Regions from separate parts of the Pan troglodytes genome. Here region 2 is linked to region 1. Evidence: chromatin contacts called from public HiChIP or PLAC-seq data. All regions are on one chromosome and are shown on one strand. The core of a region is the stretch at or near the end of the contact, and the rest is flanking DNA. Distances in the headings are between cores, read along the strand shown.

What was found. HiChIP or PLAC-seq counts read pairs in DNA pulled down with a chosen protein or histone mark.
Region 2: a contact with region 1 is called in an H3K4me3 HiChIP or PLAC-seq map of stem cell-derived excitatory neurons, with 2.4 times the contacts expected there. The contact joins the promoter of TRIM14 here to the promoter of TBC1D2 in region 1. A contact is called at or near these places in 1 of 7 Hi-C or Micro-C datasets (stem cell-derived neural progenitor cells) and 1 of 1 datasets of contacts at active chromatin or transcription factors (stem cell-derived excitatory neurons).

The regions. Positions count from the first base shown.
Region 1 is chr11:40,255,837-40,262,192 of NHGRI_mPanTro3-v2.0_pri, forward strand. It overlaps TBC1D2 (TBC1 domain family member 2), which reads left to right and starts at 3,724. Exons shown (of 13, transcript XR_001720919.4): 1 at 3,724-4,708.
Region 2 is chr11:40,392,333-40,398,229 of NHGRI_mPanTro3-v2.0_pri, forward strand. TRIM14 (tripartite motif containing 14) reads left to right here and starts at 2,094. Exons shown (of 7, transcript XM_016961305.4): 1 at 2,094-4,062. The coding sequence starts at 3,856. CORO2A (coronin 2A) reads left to right here. Exons shown (of 12, transcript XM_520144.8): 12 at 1-2,100.

The DNA of each region.
Region 1 (6,356 bases), core at 2,474-4,973:
AGGAAAAAAAGAGTATGTAAGAATCATTTTAATAGGCTGCAAAAATTCCTATCAACCCCTCCAGGAGGTGGAGCTACTTATAAGGGGAGACTGAATTTAGCAACCCAATTCCAAAGAACAGTGTGTTGAAATGAAAAGGAGCAGCTTTATAGCAGAGAAATCTGGCAGACCCTACCTTATCCAAGTGATTAACTCTTCTTGTTATTAAAACCACCACTCCCGGCCTTAACATCCTTTTAAAATGAGAAAATTTAGGCCAGGCATGGTGGCTGATGCATGTAATCCCAACACTTTGGGAGGCCGAGGTGGGTGGATCACCTGAGGTCAGGAGTTTGAGACCAACCTGGCCAACATGGTGAAACGCTGTCTCTACTAAAAATACAAAAAATTAGCCGGGTGTGGTGGCGAGCACTTGTAACCCCAGCTACTTGGGAAGCTGAGGCAGGAGAACCGCTTGAACCCGGGAGGCGGAGGCTACAGTGAGCCGAGATTGTGTCACTGCACTCCAGCCTGGGCAAGAAAGCAAGACTCTGTCTCAAAAAAATAAATAAAATAAAATGAGAAAATTTAAGCTACACAATTTAACAGTATAGGAACCATGCAGATATCATGTACTCTGATGTTGTGATGAGACGGGCACCTCACCTCTGTGGTAGTCTTCCCCAAAACATAACCTCAGTGAAATCATGAGACAAACCCAAAGTGATAGTATTCTACAAAACACCTGACTAGTATTCTTCAAACTGTCAGGACCATGAAAAACAAGGAAAAACAGAAATGTGTCACAATGCAGAGGAGACTAAGGGAACATGATGACTAACTATGGCATCTTGAATGGGATCTTGGAATAGAAAAAGGCTATTAGTAGAAAACAGACAAAATCCAAATAAAGACTGTAGTTTTGTCAATAGTTTTTTTGTTTGTTTTTTTTTTTTTGTTTTTTATGAGAGGGAGTCTCGCTCTGTTGCCTAGGCTGGAGTGCAGTGGCACGATCTTGGCTTACTGCAAGCTCCACCCCTGGGTTCACGCCATTCTCCTGCCTCAGCCTCCCGAGTAGCTGGGAATATAGGCGCCCACCACTACGCCCGGCTAATTTTTTGTATATTTAGTAGAGATGGGGTTTCACCATGTTAGCCAGGATGGTCTCGATTTCCTGACCTCGTGATCCACCCACCTCGGCCTCCCAAAGTGCTGGGATTACAGGCGTGAGCAACCGTACCCGGCCTTGTCAATAGTTTTGTACCAATGTTAGATGTTTATTTTTGCCAAACATACCAGGATTAAGCAAAATGTTAACATTAGGGGAAACTGGGTGTAGGGTCTACAGAAATTCTCCCATTGTCTCTGTAACTTTTTCTAAAACTATTCAAAAATAAAAAGTTTTTTTAAAGCCTATCGAGGCCAGGCATGGTGGCTCACGCCTGTGATCCTAGCACTTTGGGAGGCTGAAGTGGGTGGATCACTTGAGGTCAGGAATTCAAAACCAGCCTGGCCAACATGGTGAAACCCCACCTCTACTGAAAATACAAAAATTAGCTGAGCATAGTGCCCTGCCTGTGGTCCCAGCTACTAGGGAGGCTGAGGCAGGAGAATAGCTTAAACCCAGGAGGCAGAGGTTGCAGTGAGCCGATATCGCTCCAGTGCACTCCAGCCTGGGTGACAGAGCAAGACTCTGTCTCAAAAAAAAAAAAAAAAAAAAGCCTATCGGGAGTTTGATTGAAAATGTATTAACTGTATGGATTAATTTGAGGAATGTGACATCTTTACAATATTAACTCTTCCCACTCAGGGACATATTTGTTTTGTCTTATATCCTACTATAAAGCAATGAGGTATTCATTATGTAAGTCATTTATGTAAGGGATGTTGTCCATTATATTTTCCATTTGTTTGCTGCTGGAGACATCTATACACATATGCACAGTTTTTAAAAACAGGCCACCACTTGAGTTTTTCTGGTATATGTAATATATTTATAATTATAATTATTCTTTCAAATATTTATCATTGCCTAGCTACAAAACCTAGAACAAATAAGGTATGCTGTTTGTTTTATTAAGAGGTTTTAAAAATCAGGAATGGGGCCAGGCACTGTGGCTCATGACTGTAATCCCAGCACTTTGGGAGGCCGAGGCCGGTGGATCACAGGGTCAGGAGATCCAGACCATCCTAGCCAACATGGTGAAACCCCGTCTCTACTAAAAATACAAAAATTAGCTGGGTATGGTGACGCGTGTATGTAATCCCAGCTACTCGGGAAGCTGAGGCAGGAGAATGGGGATTGGAGAGCATGCCACTGCACTCCAGCTTGGGCGACAGAGCGAGACTCTGTATCAAAAAAAAAAAAATTAAAAAAAAAGAAAAGAAAAGAAACTGGCTGGGTGCGGTGGCAGGAGAATCGCTTGAATCCGGGAGGCGGAGGTCACTGTGAGCCGAGATCGCGCCATTGCACTCCAGCCTGCGCAACAAGAGCGAAACTCTGTCTCGAAAAGAAAAGAAATATTTTGTCCCACGTTCTGTACTAAGAGCTTCACACATATTATTTTATTTAATTATCAAAACAACTCTAAGGGTAGACAGGTGTAGATCCAGGTTTTGTGGGGACTGGAATTAAACAGCATTAAGGGCCTTCTGATTTTAAAAAAATTACAAAATTATGAACACAAAATTAGGTATTACGATGGTTATTTAGAATGAGAAAATAAATTGTAAATTATAACAAATGAAGAGCTCTCTGGCATTTAGGAGAAATGCTCCCTGGTTGCAACTCCCCACCTGTTAAGACTACAAATCCCAGCGACCCATGCAAGTGAACATAAATTTCATTAGCTTCACTGTAAAGTTGTCTGGCGGCGGGTCGGGGGTGGGTGGGAAGAAGTGTTATCTCCATTTTTAGGTTGAGTAAATCACTCAGTATTGCAGAGTGGGAATCTGAAAATTATGCAAATAGACTCTAGAGCCCTCGCCTTTACCCCCACCCTGCTTCTTGTCAATATCACTGAGTGTGCATGAGGGTCTCGTTAACGATGGCTGAGGGGGAGACGATGAAGTAAAGGAAGGGCTGAACAAAGGGCAAGAGAAAGGCGGAAAGAAGCTCCTAAAGAAAGCTGGACGGAATTGGGCTCCGCAACGCTAATGGAGAAATGCGCCTTAGGAGGGAAGGGGAGAAATTTAAGGGGAAACAGGTAAAATGAGGCAGAAGTTGAGCAAGTTAGTCAAACCCTAAATTATTTATTTACAAAACAGCCTGGCGCGGTGGCTCTCGCCTGTAATTCCAGCACTTTAGGAGGCCGAGGCAGGAGAATCGCTTGAGGCCAGGAATTCAAGACCCCCCCTCTCAGCAAAAAACAATTTAAAAATTAGCCGGGTGTGGTGGTACGCAGTTGCGGTCTCAGCTACTCGGGAGACTGAGGCGGGAGGATGGCTTGAGACCGGGAGGCGGAGACTGCAGTGAGCTCTGATCGCGCCACTGCACTCCAGCCTGGGTGACAGAGCCAGACCGTCTCTAAAAATAATAATAGCAATAACAAAATAAAAATAAATGTACTGCACCCAACTATGCCCCAGGAGTGGCACTGGGTTTCCGCAGCGCAGCGGCCGCGCCTGGGCGCCCCAAGCAACACAACCAGCGCTGTCAGGAGGCGAATAGGAGCCAGGACAGAGAGCTGGGGAGGCCACCGCGGTCAGGCGAGGGATAAGAAGGCCGTCCGCGGCGTCATTGACGGGGCTGAAGGAACACCAGAAGAGTGGCAGACAGCTCCGGAGCCGCGCTGCCCGGGCGACGCCGGAAGATGGGCCTCCCAGCGGTCTTCCTTTCAGCCAATGGCCGCGAGATGCGCCGTCCGAGGGTGCCCCGCGCGGCAGAGGGAGGGAACAAGCAGCCCATCGGGTGCAAGAAAGCACTATCTTTCTAGGTGACTATGCGAACTACCAGGGAAGTGTAGCTAGGGACAGGCTTCTCTGCCCGCGGTTAACCTAACTCAGTGCCACCACGCCTTTAACCTGAAGCCAGGGAGCACGGCCGCCCTTAGTAAAGATGGCTGACTGGCGCGGAGAAAAAGCCGGAAGCAGCCGGGCCTTGCAGGGAGCCGACTGAGCGCTGCGGGGGCGTGGCCTGGCGGTGGAGGGGCGTGGCCAGCCGCCGTAACCTGGGTTTGCGGTCTTTGAGGCGCACGCACCGCACCCAGTCCCGACTCTGTGGCTTCCTGGGGGCGGGTTCGCCGTCGGCCCCGCCCCCGCCCAGGTGTCTCCCTTTGGGAAGGTGCCCGCCGAGTCTCCGAGATTTGTCCCTGGTGGTCCCGCAGACCCCTCGTCCCTCCGCAGTCTCCGGCTGGCGGCGATGGAGGGCGCTGGGGAGAACGCCCCGGAGTCCAGCTCCTCTGCCCCTGGGTCCGAAGAGTCTGCCAGGGATCCACAGGTGCCGCCTCCGGAGGAAGAATCGGGGGACTGCGCCCGGTCCCTGGAGGCGGTCCCCAAGAAACTCTGTGGGTATTTAAGTAAGTTCGGCGGCAAAGGGCCCATCCGGGGCTGGAAATCCCGCTGGTTCTTCTACGACGAAAGGAAATGTCAGCTGTATTACTCGCGGACCGCGCAGGATGCTAATCCCTTGGACAGCATCGACCTCTCCAGTGCAGTGTTTGACTGTAAGGCGGACGCTGAGGAGGGGATCTTCGAAATCAAGACTCCCAGCCGGGTTATTACCCTGAAGGTAAATTCCTGGAACGACTTTCTCCTTTCCAGCGGCGTGAGGTCCCCTTTTCGCAGGGCAAGGCTGGGCGCGAGTGTGAGGTGGACACAGTAAATTGACTGGAACTGTCGTCACCGACTGTTCCAAGAACTTTGTGCTTTGCAAAGTGCATTCCCATCCATTTCCTCATTGGGTTCCCACAAGGCAGGGAAGACAGACCCATTTTACAGATCAAGAAACTGAGTCAGAGGGAGATGAAAGGACTGGCTCGAGGTCCATGCGTCTAGAGAGTAGGGTAGCTTGGAATCCCATAGTCTTTCTACCTCTCAGTGCTGAATCAAAACTTTTACTTTTGGGTGTGCCTGACAGTGCAGTTACCTTAACTTTCTTACCTGGGACCTAAGTAAGTCAAAATATGGTCTTTGCAATCCTCTCTCAAGGCCAGGATTCTGATTCCCGTTTCTTGATGTTTTGGCCAAGGTCAGTGAATGCTGAGAAGAGACTGGCAGGGATTAGGAAAATAAACACTTAGGTTTCACTGATCAGCCTAGATTGTTCATCTAGGCATGCTTAAACCTGTTTTCCTATCAGCAGCAAGGGGTAGGTTTTATCATCATGTTTAACTGAGAAAGCCTAAAGCAGTAGAAAGGCCACGTTCTTTGAAATCAGACGGGCTTGGATTCAAATTGTACATTTGCTACTTACTAGCTGTGTGACCCTGGACAAGTTACTTAACCTCTCAGAACCTAGGTTGTTTGTAAGCATTTGACACATCACAGGCATGTACAAATTGTTGAATTAATTGCATCACCTAGAATACAGCCTGGTACCTAGTGGGGTACTTAATAATTTTTTGTTGCATAAGCACACATGCACACACAAGGTGATGGAACCAAGATCAGAGTGCTAATGTCAAGAGGAGGTGTCCCATAACTTAATTGGAAAGACAGATCTGGGCTAAGTGTTCTATGGGCATCAGAGAAGAATGTGCCAGGAGATAGCCTTCCCCACCCCATCCCCATCTTTCCACCCCTCCAACCCCACCTCCAGCTAAGTGGGTATCTGTGGATGACCACGTGTTCAGTTCTCCTTTACTGACTGGACTTGGCGGGTGACCAGGCTGGGGGACTTGGTTAAAATAATGAAACTCAGGAATCCCTGGCCAGGGAAGGCATTTTCGAGGTCATGTGGTTCCCGGGTCTATGTGTCTCTTCCACAGGTTGACTGCTGTATGCAGGGTCTTCAACACATGGTCTTTATAATAGTATTCCATTGTTCCTGGCTCTGCACTTGGCTCTGGGGTGTGGAGCTAATGCACCCCGACCCCTGGTTCTCTGACAGCTTAAAGTCTGATGGGAGAGACTGAGGGAGAACCTGCATGCACCCTAAAATGTTCTGTAGAGACATGTGATAAGTCTGTGCAAGAAGGTGTGGTGACAGGAGGAGTCAGTTCCACCAAGTGGAAGGGGCTAGCCAGAAAGGCATCTGGAGGAGGGACACACCCAAGGCTTGAAAGAAGAAATAGGTGGCAAGCAGACAAGAGGGAGAAAGGTATTCCAGGTCAAGAGAGCACCGTGAGCAAAAGTAGGAAACCATGATACAGCCCTGAGTGTCCAGGCAAATCACATGAGCCAGAAAAACAGAGGGGCCCAAAGGATGGAGTTGAAGA
Region 2 (5,897 bases), core at 844-3,343, 130 kb after region 1:
GAACAAGCTGCTCTCTGCAGGATCTGCCACCTGAAACCTTGACCTAAGAGAAAACTACCTGTGGGGTGATCTGGGTTTGCTACAGAAACTAACGGACACTGGCAAGGGGTCAGAGGCATTCAACCCAATTCTACAACACAGGCAGGTGGTCAAAACCAACCTTTCCAACCAGAATCAGCCTGATATGGATAGATGCTGTCCCTTATGGAGGGACGCAGACTTCAGAGCTGTGCCCATGACTGCTGACTGCCACCACCAAGGCCCTCAGGTACACAGCCTGCCTCCTGCAGGATGATGTGGGCAGATTTCAGCCCTAGTTAACAGAAGAGTCCCCCAGGAGGTAGGGGGCCCCCATCACTGGAGACATGCCAGCAGAGCCTCTGGCCACCTAACCAGGAGGTCTTCTGAAATGACTATACGAGGTAAAGAAGTAGGACCAGATGGTCCCAAAGTTCCCTTTTAGCCTGAAAGCTTTTCTTTGTCCCTCCTTAGTGAATCTGTGTTCCGAGCCCTACTCTAAAGTTCAGTGGTCAATACAATAGTCCACCAAGAGACTGGGAATGATTAGAAGTGAAATTGGTCCCTCCTTACCAAGGAGGGGCAGATGATCTCCATTGCACAGGGCGATTAGATTCTGGAGCTGAGGTGGGGACTGCAGGAGGCCACCTAGTCTGGTAGGTTTCAACCCAAGCTGTGTACATTAGAATTCCCTTGGGAGCGTGCAGGAAATACAGATGCCCAGGCCACATTCCAGACCAACTGAAGCTGAATCTCCAGAGTAGGGCCTGTATGTTCATATAAGCTCCACAGGTGATCTGCAGTACAGTGAAGATGGAAGACTGCATGTGTACCTATTTGCAATAAAGATGAAGAGGACAGCAAGCTCCAGACAGGAGCTGGGACTCAACCCAGATCTCTTAAGTCCTGCCTGGTGGCTCCTTAAAAGCCCAGAAGTGTTGTCCCAAGCCCTCCCTCAACATCTCTGGGAACCGCAGCTGCAGCACGATGGGGGTTCAGTGCCCCTGTTTGCCCCTTACCCAGCTGTGGTTTATTCTGCTTGTATGTCTGCACAGGCCAGATGCTCGTGTTCCTTGTCTTATTCTCCATTTACTCAGTCACTGGGGCTCACTCCCGTCTGATGCACTAGCCAAGATTGCCTTAGTGTGCTCCAGAACAGAAGGCCAAATCCCAGGCATTGTCAGGGCAGCAGAGCTCTACAGGATAGGCTTACCTTTCCCACCTGTGTGGCTAGCACTTCACAGTTTACAAATTCCTCCCACCTCCACTCAGTGACACATGCTGTTCTAACACAGGTCAGGCAGGCATTACAGTCCCCATGTTCAGAATCAAAGACCTAGCCTCAGAGAAGTGAAGAAACATCATGCCAAGGTCACTGACTGCCAAGCGGTAGAGGTGGGGTTGCATCCAGAGAGCTTCCCGGTATGCCTCTGCACAACGCCATTCCTTGGCCAGCTCCCTCCACCCCAAGGGACCCAGACTGCACACTTAACAAACAGGACACAGGTGTCTTTGAACAAACTTTTTTTTATTATTATTTTTACATCTAGAATAAATTATTTAAATTATTTCACAGCAAGGGAGAGGGATAGGTAATTTTTATCAGATATTTTTTTAAACCATCTGTTTTTTAAATTACATTTTTGATTATGTTCTTGAGCTGATGTAGTAGAACTTGCCTAGCACATTCAGGTCCCAGCCAGTTGGCAGAGCATGCTCTCATCTCCTTATTCCATACCCTGGGCGTCCCCTTTCTGTTGACTCAGGAACTTTCTGAGAATGAGGACAGCACTAGGAGATGATCTTTGGCAGGTATCCACCTTAACGCTACAATAATTGTGCTTCCTGAAACAAAACTTGAGATTGTATCATAGAAGGAAACAGGAAGTCAGAAATCAAATCTATGCTTTTAATTGAAACCGTGCCTGAAACAGTTTGAATGATTGTTTTAATGTTGTTTCTGAAATTCCTTGTACCTTTGTGAAAAATAATGATAATAAATAAAAGTGAAAATAAATAGATGTGGAATGTGCAATGGAAATAATGTAACAAAATAATAAACATCTGGCCATTTTACTACAAGGAGCTTTCCTTTTCTTGATTTGTTCCACAAATACCAATTAACTATCTACTGTTGGAGTCAGACACCAAGCTGGAAAACAGGCAGAACAGACAGTCTTTGCCCCCTCCAGTTTTCAGTCATGGCTGCGTGAATGGGGAGGGCCAGGATAGGGAAAGCATAGGCTGTTCTGGAAGGAGAAGGAGGGAAGGCTTCCTGGAGGAAAAGATAGTAAGGTAGAAACCTGCAGAATAAGTTGGAATACTCAGGGCAAAGGGCATTTGGGAAGAAGAATGTTCTAAGCAGGGTAAACTGCACGTCCCCCAGTCTTGAAAAAGCACAGGGTGGAGCATAGGCAGGGCGGAGACCAAGGATCTTAAGAAAGAGCTGAGGGCTTTATAAGTGGAAGTCGAGACTTGAGCCTGGGGGGCAACTGGAATTTGGGGTGGCGGTGTGTGTGTGAAAGTTGTCAGTACCAAAACAGAGTCACTTACGTCAAAACCAAACTAAATGGTGCTCCTGTAGTCCCAGCTACTCCAGAGAATGAGGTGGGAAGATCACTTGAGCCCAGGAGTTAGAGGCTGCAGTGAGCTATGATCGCACTATTGCACTCCAGCCTGGGCAACAGAGCCAGACCCTGTCTCAAACAAACTAAATGGTGCTGGGAGGCCATGAAGTGGGGGGCCCTCATCAACGATTTGCCTGGTAACAGGAACTATTATTGCAAAAGATTCCACCAAACTGCAACCTTGCACAAAGAACCACAACCTTGCACAAAAGCCATGATATGAGGACATCTGCCCAGCAACTGCCTGTTCAACTTTTGGACTGAAGCCACCTGTATTAATTCTTGTAACCAAGTATTATTATTTTAAAACGATCTGGCCGGGCGCGGTGGATCACGCCTATAATCCCAGCACTTTGGGAGGCCGAGGCGGGCAGATCACGGGGTCAGGAGATCGAGACCATCCTGGCTAAAACGGTGAAACCCCTTTTCTACTAAAAATACAAAAAATTAGCCGGGCGTGGTGGCGGGCGCCTGTAGTTCCAGCTACTCGGGAGGCTGAAGCAGGAGAATGGCGTGAACCCGGGAGGCGGAGCTTGCAGTGAGCAGAGATGGCGCCACTGCACTCCAGCCTGGGCGACAGACCGAGACTCCGTCTCCAAAAAAAAAAAAAAAAACACCAATATATGCAATCCTCCTCGTTTTGCCTTTAAAAGCCTCTGCTTTCCTTTGCCTCCCTGAGTACTCCGCGTCCCCACCCCTTGGGTGCCATGGCACATTTATTCCCGAATTGCAATCCTTCTGCTCAGTCCGAAATAAACTCAATTGGAGAATCTCTGTGTCCTTATTTGAGGTTGATAAAGGTATCTTACAGTTGTCGGAATGATTATCTTTCCCGGGAAAAGGGCAAGAGAGGATCAAGGGAAAGTGAGAGGAGCACCCCCGGAAGGTCACAGCCAACTTTGGTCCCATCATCAGGGCTGCAGTTTTCTGGGCGTTACTGGACCAGCGTCATTAAGCAGGAAGCCCACCCTCTCCTAGCTGGCTCATTAGGAGCTTCCCATTTCTGGTGGGGCCACCTCCCGGCCTGGGCGGGCAGACGGAGCACCCTGCTGGTCGGAGGATGCTCCGAGGCCCGACGCTGCTCCCGGCGGGCTGTCATCCTCCTAGCGGTCGGCCGGCCGGCCTGGAGCCGCCCCGCCCACGGCCGAGGTTTCGGTTTCCCTTGGGAGCCCCGCCCTGTGTCCCGGGGAGCCGGAGGTGGTGGAGATGAATGGCGGGCGCGGCGGCCGGGACCCGGACCCCTGGGAGGTCGGAGCTGGTCGAGAGATGCGGCTGGCGCTGCCCGGAGCATGGCGACCGCGTGGCTGAGCTCTTCTGTCGCCGCTGCCGCCGCTGCGTGTGCGCGCTTTGCCCGGTGCTGGGCGCGCACCGTGGCCACCCTGTGGGCCTGGCGCTGGAGGCAGCGGTGCACGTGCAGGTGGGGACGATGGGGACGGGGTTCGCCGCGCGGGAGTTGGGGGAGCCAGCCCAGGCATAACGGCCGAGGAGGGGGCGTGCCTGGCCGTGGCCAGTGGCGGGTTACAACCTGGAAACCAAAGGTGCCCCAGAGGGCGTCTAAGCGGTCGACCGAAAGTTCAGAGCGGGAGCCTGAGACCCAAGGAAGGGCAAAGGCGAGCCAAAGCCATCAGTTGAGCTTCAGAAAAGGTGGGCTTAGGAGTGAGAGGTTGGGAGCCCAGGCTGGTACCCAGATGTCCTTGACCGTGTCCACCATGGCCGATCCACCACACTGCCATTGAGCTGGAAGACAGTCTGCCTTTTAGTTAACAGAGGTACAAACTCTCCCTCTTAATAAACAGCCCTGTGTAGCTCAGAAAGCCACACAGACATCTCAGGTTTACTTAATCTGCAGTCCACAGAAAGGGCCTGTGAACTTTGAGCTGAGGACGGCCTGACTGCCCTGGGAGCAGCCTCAGCTGTCACTACCTACCTCCTCTCCCCTCCCCGGCCACACAGACACTCCCATTCCTGCTCATAGCAGCCCTGGGTGAGCCATTATTATTACAGCCATTTTATAGGCCACAAGAGGAAGGCTCTGGAGGCAGGGGCAGGTCTTGAACCCAGGACTCCATTAGCCAGATGCCCCCAACAGGGCCATTGTCACCATGGAACCCTCACCCATGCATAATCCTAACAGTGCCCAGGGGCTCTGGGCTCCTGCTCCAGCTTCCCAGCTGACTTTTTCTGTGGCTTCTCTCAAATCCTTCTCTCTCTCTGGGTTTCATGAAGCCTGGGTGAGGTAGGCCCTCATGTCTGACAGATGTTGATCCTACCACTTGTCTCCAAGAAGTCTTCTGTGATGAATTCAGCCCCATCGTGAGCCTTTCTCCGGTACTGCATGACTCCAGACCACCACACTGTGACAACCTTAGAACTCCAAGGTGAAAAGGGGATCATGGGGGACAATCCAGTGGAGTCGTGGGCTCAAGACCTGTCCCTGCCACCAGACCCTTCCTTTTTTTAACGTATGAAATGGCTGTAATTACAATAATGCCTCCTTGAAAAACTGTTATTCAGAATTAACAAGGCTGCTTTCCACAGATCTGGCTCAAGAGTCTCACCCATCCATTTGTCCATCCCCCTACCCACTACCTACTGTCAACTTGAAGTAATAAGATTCAGAAAATATGATTAAGTACAGAGTTTATCCAAGCCTAAAGCTTGAGGATGGCCAACTGGGACCATAGATTCGAATTTCTGTGACTATTCACTCTGATTAGCAGCAGTTACGTATAAGTTTTTAAGGAAAAAAGAAGAAGCAGTTCCTAAATTGTTTACCAAGAATTTACATTAAAATGACATAAGCAGTTGGGCACAGTGGCTCATGCCTGTAATCCCAGCACTTTGGGAGGCTGAGGCAGGAGGATCACATGAGGCCAAGAGTTTGAGGCCTGGCCAACATGGGGAAACCCTGTCTCTATTAAAAAATATGAAAATCAGCCAGGTGTGGTGGTACACATCTGTAATCCCAGCTACTCAGGAGGCTGAGGCATGAGAATCGCTTGAACCTGGGAGATGGAGGTTGCAATGAGCCGAGATCACGCCACTGCACTCCAGCCTGGATGACAGAGTGAGACTCTGTCTTAAATAAATAAATAAATAAATAAATAAATAAATAAATGAAAAAGAGAATCTCTATGGCAGAACAACACCAAACCTATTCCACTGGGGAGTCAACTAAAAACATCATGAAGAAAATCCCAAGCCTTCTTTAAAAGCCAGGAATTGGCTTCTAAAACTTTTTCTACAACCTTC